2 separate regions of the Mus musculus genome follow, and region 1 is linked to region 2. A link is a contact called in public ChIA-PET data. All regions are on one chromosome and are shown on one strand. Each heading gives the region's core, a stretch centred on a gene start, on an enhancer-like site or on the middle of the called end of the contact. The rest is flanking DNA. Distances are from core to core; before and after follow the strand shown. Region 1 overlaps Ncs1 (neuronal calcium sensor 1). Region 2 has its middle 8.4 kb from the start of Tor1b.

What was found. ChIA-PET counts read pairs in DNA pulled down with a chosen protein or histone mark.
Region 1: a contact with region 2 is called in an RNA polymerase II ChIA-PET map of memory CD8 T cells, with 8 read pairs. The contact joins two enhancer-like sites. A contact is called at or near these places in 1 of 484 Hi-C or Micro-C datasets (CD4 T cells) and 3 of 115 datasets of contacts at active chromatin or transcription factors (embryonic stem cells, memory CD8 T cells and pancreatic cancer cells).

What each region holds. Positions count from the first base shown.
Region 1 is chr2:31,253,590-31,259,557 of GRCm38.p6, reverse strand. The region is part of intron 1 of Ncs1 (neuronal calcium sensor 1); the gene reads right to left. Among named protein-coding and RNA genes, the nearest start is that of Ncs1, 11 kb to the right of the region's middle. Within about 2 kb of position 2,782, at least 241 of the 459 cell types and tissues checked have an H3K27ac peak or open chromatin away from gene starts, as enhancers often do. A contact at or near this core is called in memory CD8 T cells, where this site is marked.
Region 2 is chr2:30,941,397-30,947,811 of GRCm38.p6, reverse strand. No RefSeq gene overlaps it. Among named protein-coding and RNA genes, the nearest start is that of Tor1b, 8.4 kb to the left of the region's middle. Within about 2 kb of position 4,936, at least 113 of the 459 cell types and tissues checked have an H3K27ac peak or open chromatin away from gene starts, as enhancers often do. A contact at or near this core is called in memory CD8 T cells, where this site is marked.

The DNA of each region.
Region 1 (5,968 bases), core at 1,533-4,032, 310 kb before region 2:
CCCAGCCCATGGTTGGTGACACACCAGGCTGACCGCCATTCACAGCTCAGGCACTCCTGGTCAGTCACGGTTGGGAATGTCACAGCCTGTGGAGCCCAGAACAGGATTGGGGAAAGGGTGATGAGGGATCCCTAATGAGACCCATCTCCCCCAAAGAAGGGTGCAATGCCCTACTGAGAGGATAACTAGCTGAACTGGCAGGGACCATGCTGGAGTGAAGTAGCCCCGCCTTCAGCTAGCCCCTCCCACTCCTCCCCTCCCGATCCATGCAGCGACCCTGCTCCAGAAACCCATCGGCAGACGCTGAGGTCTAGCTCCAGCAGAGACCCTGGAAAGTTCTGGCCATGAATTCCCGGGCGTCAGGCCAGGAGGACTGAAATACATAACAGCTCTAAGCAAATATGCTCTAGTGCTGCTTCTGGAGCTGGCCCTTTAAGAGCCAGGGTAGGGGCGTGGCCCTGATCTCCAAGGAGGAGGCACCCCAGTGACTCACCGCTGAGCTAGTGGTTCCGAGGTACTGGAGGACCCCAAACTGGCTGGGCAGGAGGGTGGCTGCTGTCAGTCACCCGTCAAAGTGACAGGTGCAGATGGGCAGATAGAAGCTTGCAGCACCAAGTCAGGCTGTGACCTTGACCACTGCACTCGCTGCTGCCTTCATCTTCTAGGTCTATAGAGTATTCCCAGCCACTTACGGCCTGTTTCCCAAGCCGCTTCTCTGTGGGGGCTGGGAGAGGACACGGACTTCAGGGGGTTAGCCACTGCACACCAATCTCGGCAGGCACCTACTGGAACAGATGCCTCCTGTCCTTCGTGGACGTGAACCTGAAGCTTAGGAAGCTAGCGTGCGCTTGCCCAGTGCGCACAAGGTCCTAGAATAGGTCCCAGCGCCTCACAGACCAGGAGTGGTAGTGCCACTGCTGAAGGTGGAGGCATGAGGTTCAAGGCTATCCTCAGCTACACAGGGAGTTTGAAGCCAACCTGGGCTACATGAGATGCTGTCAAGAAAAGAAGGAAGGAGAGAGGGGAGAAGGGAAGGAAGGACAGAGGAAAGGGGGCTGGGGAGATGGCCCAATGGGTAAAATGTCTGCTCTGAAATGATGAGGGACTGAGTTGAGATCCCCAGCATCCCAGGACAGAGTGTGGTGGGTGGGAGGGGGGAGAAGAGGCAGGGACCCTTGGCCAGTCTAGCCAATGGTGAGCTCCAGGCTCAGTGACAGATCTGTTCAAGAAATCAGGTAGAAAGCAGTTGAGAAAACACCCAGCCTGTGTCTATGTCTTCCATATGTGTATGCATGCACGTGTGAGCGCACACACTCGCACACACACACACACACACACACACACACACACACATATACATGAATGCATGTATTGATGCATGTGTGCACTCATAGCTAGGCCTATCTCTAACCTGGCAGCTCTCCTCCTTTCCTGTCCAGCTTAGCATGCTTGGTGGGCCCAGCACAGGACTGCTGTCACCAGCATCATCTTCCTCCTAGACCACGTCCAGGACACAGGTCCTGAGAGTAACCCTGTCCTGACACTGGTATCAGGCGAAGCTGCTGGCCCAAATCTCCTCTACCCTGACCTCCTCCTGCCTCCATCAGGGAAGGAGTACACAAGATGCTAAGCTGACATGCCACTTAAGCCCTCCCACAGGTGCCTATGCTGCATACATACGTCCCCCATTGTACCAACAGCTTGTCTTGACATTTAAACTGGCCTCACTTCTGTTTCTCCACCACATTATGGATGCCGTATAAGCCAGAGAACCAACAGTCCATGTTCCCTTGTGTCAGTACCACAGGGTAAACTGAGGCAGGTAGCCTAAAACCACTTTCTCAACCAGGAAATGAGAACTAAAGGGGCAGCCAGAGGAACCCTTTAGCCAGTTGGGGCTCCCCTGGACTCTCTGTTTCTCTCCCAAAGCTGCAGGGCATCCTTCCCAGAATGCCCTAGGGCACTGTCAGAGCTGCCCTCAGCTTCTCCAGTCCAGGGAGACAGGCATCCCAGCCAGAGCCCCTAAAGCAGGAGCCTCTATATTGTGATGGCTGCTGCTACTTATAATTAAGATCATGTTCCTCTTGAGCCCAGCAAGGGCCCCATGACAAGCAGTGTGAAGACAATGGTCACCCTGCCTGGTTGGATGTGTAGACTACAGAGCTCCAGAGGGTTCAGGGACCATGGCAAGAGGCCCAGTGCCCAGGAGCGCAGGCTTCGAGCAGCCCAGCTCCCTGTTTGCACAGTGCACACCATGTATTTTTGAACAGAAGGAAAGCATTCGCCTCCCCCCACAGTGCCAAAAATAGCCCCGTCTCCTGCTCTGAAGGGAAGCTTTGGTTCCTACCAAGAGGCAGGTGCGGGAGGGCAGGAAGGAGGGATGAGGGCTGCCACCTCAGACCCAACCTGTCCCCCCTGCAAGCCACAGAAATTGACAGAAGACCCCCGACTCAGGAGTCCTAGAAAAAGGGATCAAGTTTAATGCCAGGTAGAGAAGCAGGCTCAGGATGGGTTAGAAGAAGCCTGGAGCATCCATTAGCTATTTACTTCTGTCCTGGCTTTCCTATTCATCTTGACAAATGTGTTTGGGGTGCCAGTGGGGAGTAGGGATGGGGGTGAGGCTGGGGAGCAGACCAGAGCAGGGAGCCCTGCAGAGAGCCCCAGCTTCAGCCTCACAGCCCACAGCTGAGTGTGTAGGGGGGGAAGAGGGTTATACACATTGCCTCTACCGCATCCAAGAGACACTGGCAGGGAGCCGCCTCTGGGTGGCGTGTAGTCAGCCTTCTCTGAGCATCCGGAGTTCAGAGTTCAGCCACCCACGCTGTAGCGAGCCTGCAAGGGGTGTGGCTCTCTCCACGGATGTGTGAAGCAGTAAGAGAGAGAGAGGCAGGCCCCTCGCCAGTGTTTCTCACACTTGCTTTGCTTGCTCTGTCTAACCCTCTGGGCAGGTTCCCTCACTTTGCCCATTTTACAGATAGCTCCCGGGCTAGTGTGTATGTTGGGGGGCAAGCTGACATGCCAGAAGGGAGTCGGGAGGATTTGAAGCTAGCCTTGGGGGCAGGAAGTCCCTGAGCTGCAGTTCCCCGAGGCAGACGACAGCAGACAGGCCTCAGGACTCCATGCCCCTCCCTCCCTGAGATGCTCAGAGGAGGCTGAGGGGCCAAGGAAGTAATTACAGGGCCTGTGTGTACTTCCAAGTCAGAACCGCTTTCTGGTTCCCACGGCAACTTCTTGGTTAAAATAATAATAATAAAGCTGGAAAAAGAGGCCACTGTTTGTCCCCAAAAGGCCAGAGCTGTGGGGGACCCGGGCAGCTGTGGGGGACGCGGACAGCTGTGGCCCCAGACTAGGGTGAGAGATCAGCACCCTATGCTGAGAACTGGAGCCCAAAATAAGGAGAGGCAAGTGTGCTATTTCTGCCCGGGTTAAACATTCTTGAGAGCCACATTCCTTCACTCCCGGAATCCAGGGCACAGGGGCTCTGAGTCTACCAGTTTCCCGGCCACCTTGGAAAGCCAGGCATGCTGGAGCCAGCCCTGCAGCCTTTCCCAGGCCCCCAACCTGTGCTCCTCGGGCCAGAAGAGCTTCCCCAAGCAGAATAATTGATCTCCCCAGAGTTGATCTATATAACATCACACCAAAAGGAGAGGCAGGAAGGCAGAGACCTTCTAAGAGGGACAGCCAGACACAAGGCCCTGGCTGGACCCTAGCAGTTCCCAGGGACTGCTAGGTAACAGTGCAGACCAGGCCAAGCAAGTGAGCTCAAAGGAAAGGGCCCAGGAAGAAGGGTCTGGAAGTGGGAACAATGGAAGCCACTTTCGCCTACCCATCCCTTAACAACTCTGCTGCACATAGACCAAAAGCCACAAGATATGGTCGAAGCCTCAAGGACTCTCCATTACAGCGACTCTATATATCACCTTGTTCCTGAATCCACATCAAATCCATAAGGACTGGGTCTCCTCCTTTATCCAAAGACACATCGTACGGCAGCCAAGCTGTGTCAAACATCAGGCAGGGGCACAGCAGTCTAGGGCACGCTGGGTGCCACGTCACCCTTGCACATCTCATCCCCAGCCCCAGCCTACCATCAGAGCAGGAACAGGGGTCTGGGGAGACAGCTCAGCCACTATAGTGTCTGCTATAGGATCTGACAGCCACACCTGTGTAAAATCCAGGTGTGGCAAAGCTTTCGACTGCAGCTGAGGAGACAGGCAGGCAGGCAGGCAGGACATAGAGCTCTCTGGCCAGCCTGCCTAGCCAATCAGCAAAGCTCCCAGCTCAGTGAGAGACTCTGACTCAAGAGAAAAGGTGGAGAGCAAAGAGGAAGACCTGATCTCCAGCCTCCACACACAGGTACCCACACTAAGCACACACAAGTGTGCATACACACAAACAGGGGTAGTGCACACACGGTGAAGCTGGGAGTCCTACACCATGGGGGCCCTTCACGAGATCCCAGAGCTAGGCACACTGCCTTCAGCTGTCTCCCTTGGGTTAGGTGGAGGTTGAGCAAGGCCTGAGGGCTGGAGACTGGGATCAACAGTTCCCTGATTACTCCTGACCACACCCACTCCATGCTTCCAATATGATCACCCATGGGGCCTTACCTCTGCCTCCTTAAGGCAGAAAGCCAAGGCAGGAGTTGCCCAAATGCCCATGGGAGGAGGCAAGATATCCTGTTCACCGCCTGGCCTCACCCCCACCCCACAAATCCAGAACACTTGGCCAGTGTCTGATAGTGAGATGGGCGCTCATGACCCTGTGCTCAGAGATCATAGGAGAGTATGCTCATGAGAGAAAGGGCATGGTTTTAGCCACATGGGGATAAGATTAGCCTGAGCCCAAGACTGCTGCTAAATGGTTAAAAGACCTTGGTATGCCCCAGACTGCCTGAGCTTCCTTCCCATGTCCTATAAAATGGGCACCAATCCCGTTCTCAGCCACAGGGGAGCTATACTATGTGACACCACACCCAGTCAATACTCAGGACACCCAGCTTTTGCCTGATACTCCAGTGCCCATTATCATTCCTCCACTCCTTCATGCCCACCAGCAACTGGCCTCTGATGGAAAGGGCAAGGGGGGTTGTTGAGAAGCAGCAGACATATTCCCCAGTTGCAGAGCTGAGACATCCTTTGGCCCATCTGGCCCTTTCCAGCCAGGTACATCTGCATTTACAACCTGCACAGAGTTACTCCCCCAACCCAGACACGATGTGTGTTCCTGCACAGACCAAGATGGCTCACCCACTCCTGACACATGCCACGACCCTGTCACACTCAGAATATGCACACGTGAGTCAGAGCTTGCACACGTGACCCTCAGCCCCTTTCCAGCCTGCACCGCCCACACAGGCTCCCCCACACCCCCACAGAGCATGCTCAGAGCATCCCACCAGTATAGGCTGAGTATTAAACACTCAGGCCCAGGGCTGGATGGGACCAGGCTCAAACTTCAGCTACATCACTTGCCAAACTGTAGCCATAGGCCAGCGTCTACCCCCAAGCTTCCCTGTCTTTATTTATGAAAGAGGGGCCACACAGAGCTGCTTTTAGATGTTCCTGAGCACCAAACACGGCCCTAAGTCACAAGGGCCATGCATCATGTGGGTCTCTCACGGCTACCAGGCTACCACAGACCAGGGGCGCTGAGAAGAGCTGATAAGTTCAATACTACACTATCTCTCTCAACTCCTAGATGGGGACATTGAGACATCAGGAGTCCAGAACAGGGCTTGGGGGTCAAGGGCATTTCCTGCTCTTTCAGAAGACCTGGGCTTGGTTCCCAGTATCCACATGGGGGAGAGGAGGCTCACACCGCTTATGGGTTCAGTTCCAAGGGGTTCAATGCCCTCTTCTGGCCTCTGCCTGCACATGCCTCACATAAGCTCACCCAGGCACACACACACACACACACACACACAAGCCGAACCTCCAATGACAGGCACAGCATGCTCCTCTCAATG
Region 2 (6,415 bases), core at 3,687-6,186:
CTTCAAATCCTTCCAGAAATTGTGGCAACACAGAGAATCGTCAGCGAACCTTCTCTTTCAAACAGGCATGGGCTGAACGGGCTCTCTGGATTTGTGAAAAGATCAGAGCTGCTGGTTGCAGGTGGAACCTCCTCTGAATGCAAAACCGCATGGCTGGCAAGTGCCCTGCATGCACTAGTCATACATCCCCACTCTACAAATAGGGAAACTGAGGCACGGGACGGAGATCTCACATGTCCAGAGCCCCTCAGGTAGGAAGAGAAGAACCAGGACTGCTCCTTCACCTCCGCGGCTGCACTCCAAGCAACACACGAGGCTTCCCCAGCTGTGAACCTGTTCTCTGTCCCGGCACCAGCTTAGACAGATGGATGGCAGGCACCTTCCACCTGGTAGCCAGGCTGGCTTCTATCAGCCAGCTGGATGAAGCTTCTCAGGTGGCCCTGGGACCAAGATGCTACCACAGGGAATGGGGAGACGGTAAGGGTGGGGGAGCAGTGGGAGTGGAAGGAAATCCTTTGATGGGCCTTTTCTTTTTTGTTTTGTTTTGTTTTGTTTGTTTGTTTGTTTGATTTTGAGACAGGGTTTCTCTGTATAGCTCTGGCTGTCCTGGAACTCACTTTGTAGACCAGGCTGGCCTCAAACTCAGAAATCTGCCTGCCTCTGCCTCCCGAGTGCTGGGATTAAAGGCATGCCGGCTGGTGGGCCTTTTCTTGACTTGAGCTAGTTGTCTGCAGCTCTGAGACAGAAGACTTCTCAGGGGCACATACGAGTAAAGCATGATGAAGACCTTGGTTTGAGAAACTCAACCTCTTCCCATTTCCCAGCAGTGTCTGGCTCTCCTTAATGTCTACAATGTGACTGGAATAGGAAGTGAGACTACTGCCCACCCGTCTCACTGAGATGCATTCCAAGGGTGAGCGCAGTGGCTCAAGCCTTTGATTTCAGGAAGAGAGAACAGGCCACCTCTGTGGGTTCAAGGATATCCCACTGATCTCTCCCTCTCCCTCTCCCTCTCCCTCTCCCTCTCCCTCTCCCTCTCCCTCTCCCTCTCCCTCTCCCTCTCCCTCTCCCTCTCCCTCTCCCTCTCCCTCTCCCTCTCCCTCTCCTCTTCTTCTTCTGGCTGGCAGATGTCCCGCCCTCTTCTCTATTATGCCCAGCCATTGGGTGATCAGCATTTATTGACAAGGCAGAGTATAAATGATAAGAATTGATAGTCTATATAGTGTGTTCCAGGCTAAACAGAGTTATATGGTGAAACTCTATCTCGGAGTGGGTGTGGGGGAGATGGTTATGGCAAAGAGCTGGCTCAGCAGTTAAGGGATTATGCTGCTTTTGCAGAGGGCACATTTAGTTCCCAGCACCCACGTCAGGCAGCTCACAGCCACCTGTAGTTCCAGCTTTAGGGAAGTCAATACCTCTGACTGCTAAAGGAACCTGCACTTATGTACACACACACACACACACACACACACACACGACCAAGTCAGCTCAGTTAGTCAACAGGTTCTCCAGGTCAGGAGCGAGTATTAAAAGAAAAAAAAAAAAAAAAAAAGACAATTAGACAACATTATAACATGACCCCAGCCAGTTCTGAGGCTAAAGCAAGTTTATTTTTTTCCAGTCTGCTTTTATACCACTTTAAGTACATGAAAAATGATAATATCAGTTCTGGGTCAAGGAACAAGTAAGGCAATAAACAAAATCCCGAAAGCACCTTTCCATGGACTAGTCAGGATTACCAAGAGGAAAGGAAAGCCACACAGGCCTCTGCTGAGGCCGCTCTGAGCTTTGCATTAACTCAAATGTAAATGTTCTTTAATCTAGGCCTATTCCCTGAGTCCTAGCCCAAAGTCAGATTCATGCCTTCTTCTGTCCTGAAAGGACAGAATTCCTGTCAAGTATCTAGAAGCAAGTGGCCCCAAAGAGCTCTCCACACACACACATACATACACATAACTAGAAATCTAAGCATAAAGACACATTTCTTAAAATTCTAACCATCTGGGGCTAGAAAGATGGCTCAGCAGTTAAGAGCATTAACTGCTCTTCCAGAGACCTGAGTTCAATTCCCAGCAACCACATGGTGGCTCACAACCATCTATAATGGGATCCGATGCCCTCTTCAGACCTGTAGGTATACACATGCAGGCAGATCATTGTATACATAATAAATGAATAAACCTAAAAACAAAAACAAAAAGACAACAACTAACCATTTGACAACTAACAATAATTAATTTAACATTTATGACGTGTTACTGTTGCTTGTGGGCAATTGTATGCTAAAAACAATTCCCAGCCAGGCGTGGTGGCACACACCTTTAATCCCAGCACTCAGGAGGCAGAGGCAGGCGGATTTCTGAGTTCGAGGCCAGCCTGCTCTACAAAGTGAGTTCCAGGACAGCCAGCTATACAGAGAAACCCTGTCTCAGAAAACCAAACCAAACCAAACCAAACCAATTCCCAAAATACATTTTAACACTGATAGCTCTGTGGTCACCAGGAAAAAAGTATATAGTAAATTTTAGAGTGTGCCTGTAATCCTACCATGTAAGAGGCAGTAGGAGGATGGCCAAAAGTTCAAGGCAAGCCTGACCTATACGCTAAGTGCTAGGACAGTCTGGATTACAGATTTTTGTTTGTTTTATGACAGGGTCTCACTATGCAGCTCTTGCTATCCTGGAACTCACTATGTAGACCAGGCTGGCCTGGAACTCACAGAGATCTGCTTCTGCCTCTGGAGTGCTGGGATTAAAGGTGTACACCAGCATTCCCAGTTCATCTGGGCTACAAACAGACCCTATCTCTAAAAAATAAAACCCAGCCGGCATGGCAGCAGGTCCCTTTGATCCCAGCACTTAGAGAGGCAGAGGTAGACAAGATCTCAGTGAGTTCCAGGTCATCCTGGTCTACATATCAAGTCCTAGGGCTACATAGCGAGACTCTGTCTCAACAAACAAACTCATCAGGCAAGATCTGAATTTAACCCCTGGGCCCCATGGTGGGAGTCCAGTGTCCATGAGTTGTTCCTCCCCTTCCATGTCTCCACCATGGCAGGCTCTCTAACGCACACACTAGAGTAAAACTAATGAAAACAAAATTCCCCACAGTCTGTAAATGTGTGGGGTCTGAGGATACAGTTCAGTTGGTAGCAAGCTTTCTTAGCATCCAATAAACCCTGGGTTCAATCCCAGCACCACACAAAATTGCACATGGTGGGGCTGGTGAGATGGCTCAGTGGTTAAGAGCGCCGACGGCTCTTCTGAAGGTCCCGAGTTCAAATCCCAGCAACCACATGGTGGCTCACAACCATCCGTAACGAAATCTGATGCCCTCTTCTGGAGTATCTGAGGACAGCTACAGTGTACTCACACATAATAAATAAATAAATAAATAAATAAATAAATAAATAAATAAATAAATTGCACACGGTGACACATGTCTGTAATCCCAGGACTTTGGAGGCTGAGACAGGAGAATCATCTTGATACACAGTGATCTGGAGGCTAACAAATCTGAAATTTGGGCTTGGAGGTAGAACTCAGATCTTCTGAACAAATGAACCCACAGTCTGTGTGACTCTGTAGCCCAAGCTGGTCCTGAACTTATAGTTCTCCCACTTCTGCTTCTCGAGGAGCTGGGATTCTAGGCTTGCGCTCTCTGTGTGAGCGTGTTCATGTGGACCGACATATATGCACAAGTATGTAGAGGCCAGAAGACAACACTGTGGTCATTCTTCAGGGAGCATTTGTTTCCATGTGTGTATGCATGCCTGTATGTGTACATGTGTGTTCACATATGAGCAAGTGCTATGTGAGCCGGAGATGGACATCATACATCCTCCATGGTCTCTCTCCACTTTATAATCTGAGACACAGTCTTCGTCTGAACCCGGAGCTCGCCATTCCTCTAGACTGGCTGGTCAGCAGGCATCAGGGATCTGCCTGTCTCCAGCTCCCAGTGCTGAGATCACAGACACAGGCCACCGACACTGGTTTTTACACAGGTAACAGAACATCTTCCCGATCCCTACCTTGTTATTTGAGATAAGGTCTCTCTCGGGCCTGGAGCTCAAGGGTTAGGATAGGCTGGAGCCCCAGGATTCACCTGTCTCCACCTCCTCAGAACTAGGGTTACATAGGTTACTATGTTCTGCTTTTAGACAGGGTCTCACTGTGTGGCCACGGGTAACCCCAGATTCACAGAGATCCACCTGCTTCTGTGTCCCACATATTTAAAAGCTTGTACCACCACCATGCCTGGCTTTACAATCTGCTTTTTGTTTGATTGTTTTGTTTATTTGAGACAGGGTTTCTCTGTGTAGCCCTGGCTGTCCTGGAACTCTCTCTATAGACCAGGCTGGCCTCGAACTCACAGAGATCCACCTGCCTCTGCCTCTGGAGCGCTGGGATTAAAGGCATGTGCCAACAGTGCCAGGTGATCCTCTGCTTTTCATGTGGATGCTGAAACAACTCATATTGTTATGCTTGTATGCTATGCTCTGTACCTTCTGCTACATGTCCCCAGCCCCGCCCCCCTGCTCCCTGGCTCCATTTTCAGGCAGTATGTTTTGTTGCCATGAGTTTCCCAATGGTGTATGGCAAGCTTCTTTCTTATCGTCCTTGGCTCTCTTTGTTACATTTCCTACCGTGGTTCTCCTGAAGCACGGCCTACAGTGTTTCTGTTGTTACTCCAGTGACATTCCGAGGGACTTCTGGGGGCCTTCATAAATTAAAAGGAACAACAATGACAAAGTCCTGGAAGGCGACTCTGCTTTGGACTGGACTCTACATTTGGTTTGGACGCTAGCTGAGAATTTTCAGGACCAGAGACAGCGCTCCGTGGTCCTCACCTGTTTGCCAGGAGAGCAGGGGACGTGAGGATGCTGAGAAGACCCACGCACTTCTACCAAACGAACACTAGAGGGCAGCGAGCTGCAGGTCTGCAGCCTCACAGATGGCTCTCAATTCCCGTTCGCTCTTGTTTGAACACTGGGGATGGACTGGGTGTAGGGGTGTGGCAGAAGCCCTGCTATAACTTCTAGGAAGGACGCATGAGTGTTTTACAAAAGCTCTTTATGGCAAGGCCCTTGGAGATCCCTGTCTACTGGGCAAGGCGCTGTGGAAACAAACGATACTGCGGACGCGTGCTCAGGCCCTCCTGGTTTTTACCACTTTTAGTTTCGTTTTGTTCAGTCATGATTATGGCTGAGTTTATGAGGAATCTAGAGTGTTTTTTTCTTTTCTTTCTCTCTTCTTCTTCTTCTTCTTCTTCTTCTTCTTCTTCGTCTTGTTTTTTGTTTGTTTGTTTTTTTCGAGACAGGGTTTCTCTGTATAGCCCTGGCTGTCCTGGAACTTACTCTGTAGACCAGGCTGGCCTCGAACTCAGAAATCCGCCTCCCTCTGCCTCCCAAGTGCTGGGATTAAAGGCATGCCCCACCACGCCCGGCCCAAGTGTTTCTTTCTTGGAACACAGAAACCGGTTCTCCTGGCTCCCCCTGGCTGCCTCTGCAGTCACCTGGAAAAAGCAGAAGGAAGTATTAAGGTTAATGGCCCTTACTTGACTGTTTTCTTTTATAAAAGAGATAACTACATTCCAAGAACTTAGGAGATGGCTTTGAGAACGTATGAAACATATAAGGAAGAAATAAAGGGCATAGAAGGTCAGACATCCCTCCAGTGCCAAAAAATTGACAAAGGAATCTAAATCTCGCAGTCCCTTTGGAGGTAAGAGTAGAAACTGCCAGGAGGAACAGAAACTTGGTCCCAGCAGTTAAGAGCCTGGTATCAATCTTACCATTCTGGGAAATGTATTTAAAAAAAGAACAGGACCATATTGTAAAACTACTGCTTACATAAAAGTAATACACAGACTATTTAGCAATTATTAGACTTATACCTGGAAAATATTATTTTAGGTGTGGTATCATCTCCTCTGCTGACTTCAAAAATGTAAAAGTGCCATGCTGTCAAAGACTATGGGGCTTGAATGTCTCTTATTTTGTAACCACGTGTCTCCTGACAGTCTAGAAACAGTTCAAATAGGGTGTGTGCCTAGTTAGATAAGTTCATTTGGCTTAGATACGAGCTAAAGGCTAATTAATAAATGCTTAGATATAGGGTAAAGGTCAATTAATGACTACAAGGGAGAGGGGAAGAGGAAAAGAAACTAAAATGGGGGCTGGAGAGACTGCTCAGCGGTTAAGAGCACCGACTACTCTTCCGAAGGTCCTGAGTTCAAATCCCAGCAACCACATAGTGGCTCACAACCATCTGTAACAAGATCTGACTCCCTCTTCTGGAGTGTCTGAAGACAGCTACAGTGTACTTAGATATAATAAATAAGTAAATTTTTTAAAAAGAAACTAAAATGGGTACATGTTTATTGATATAATGTTATGGGCAGCAGGGGGGGG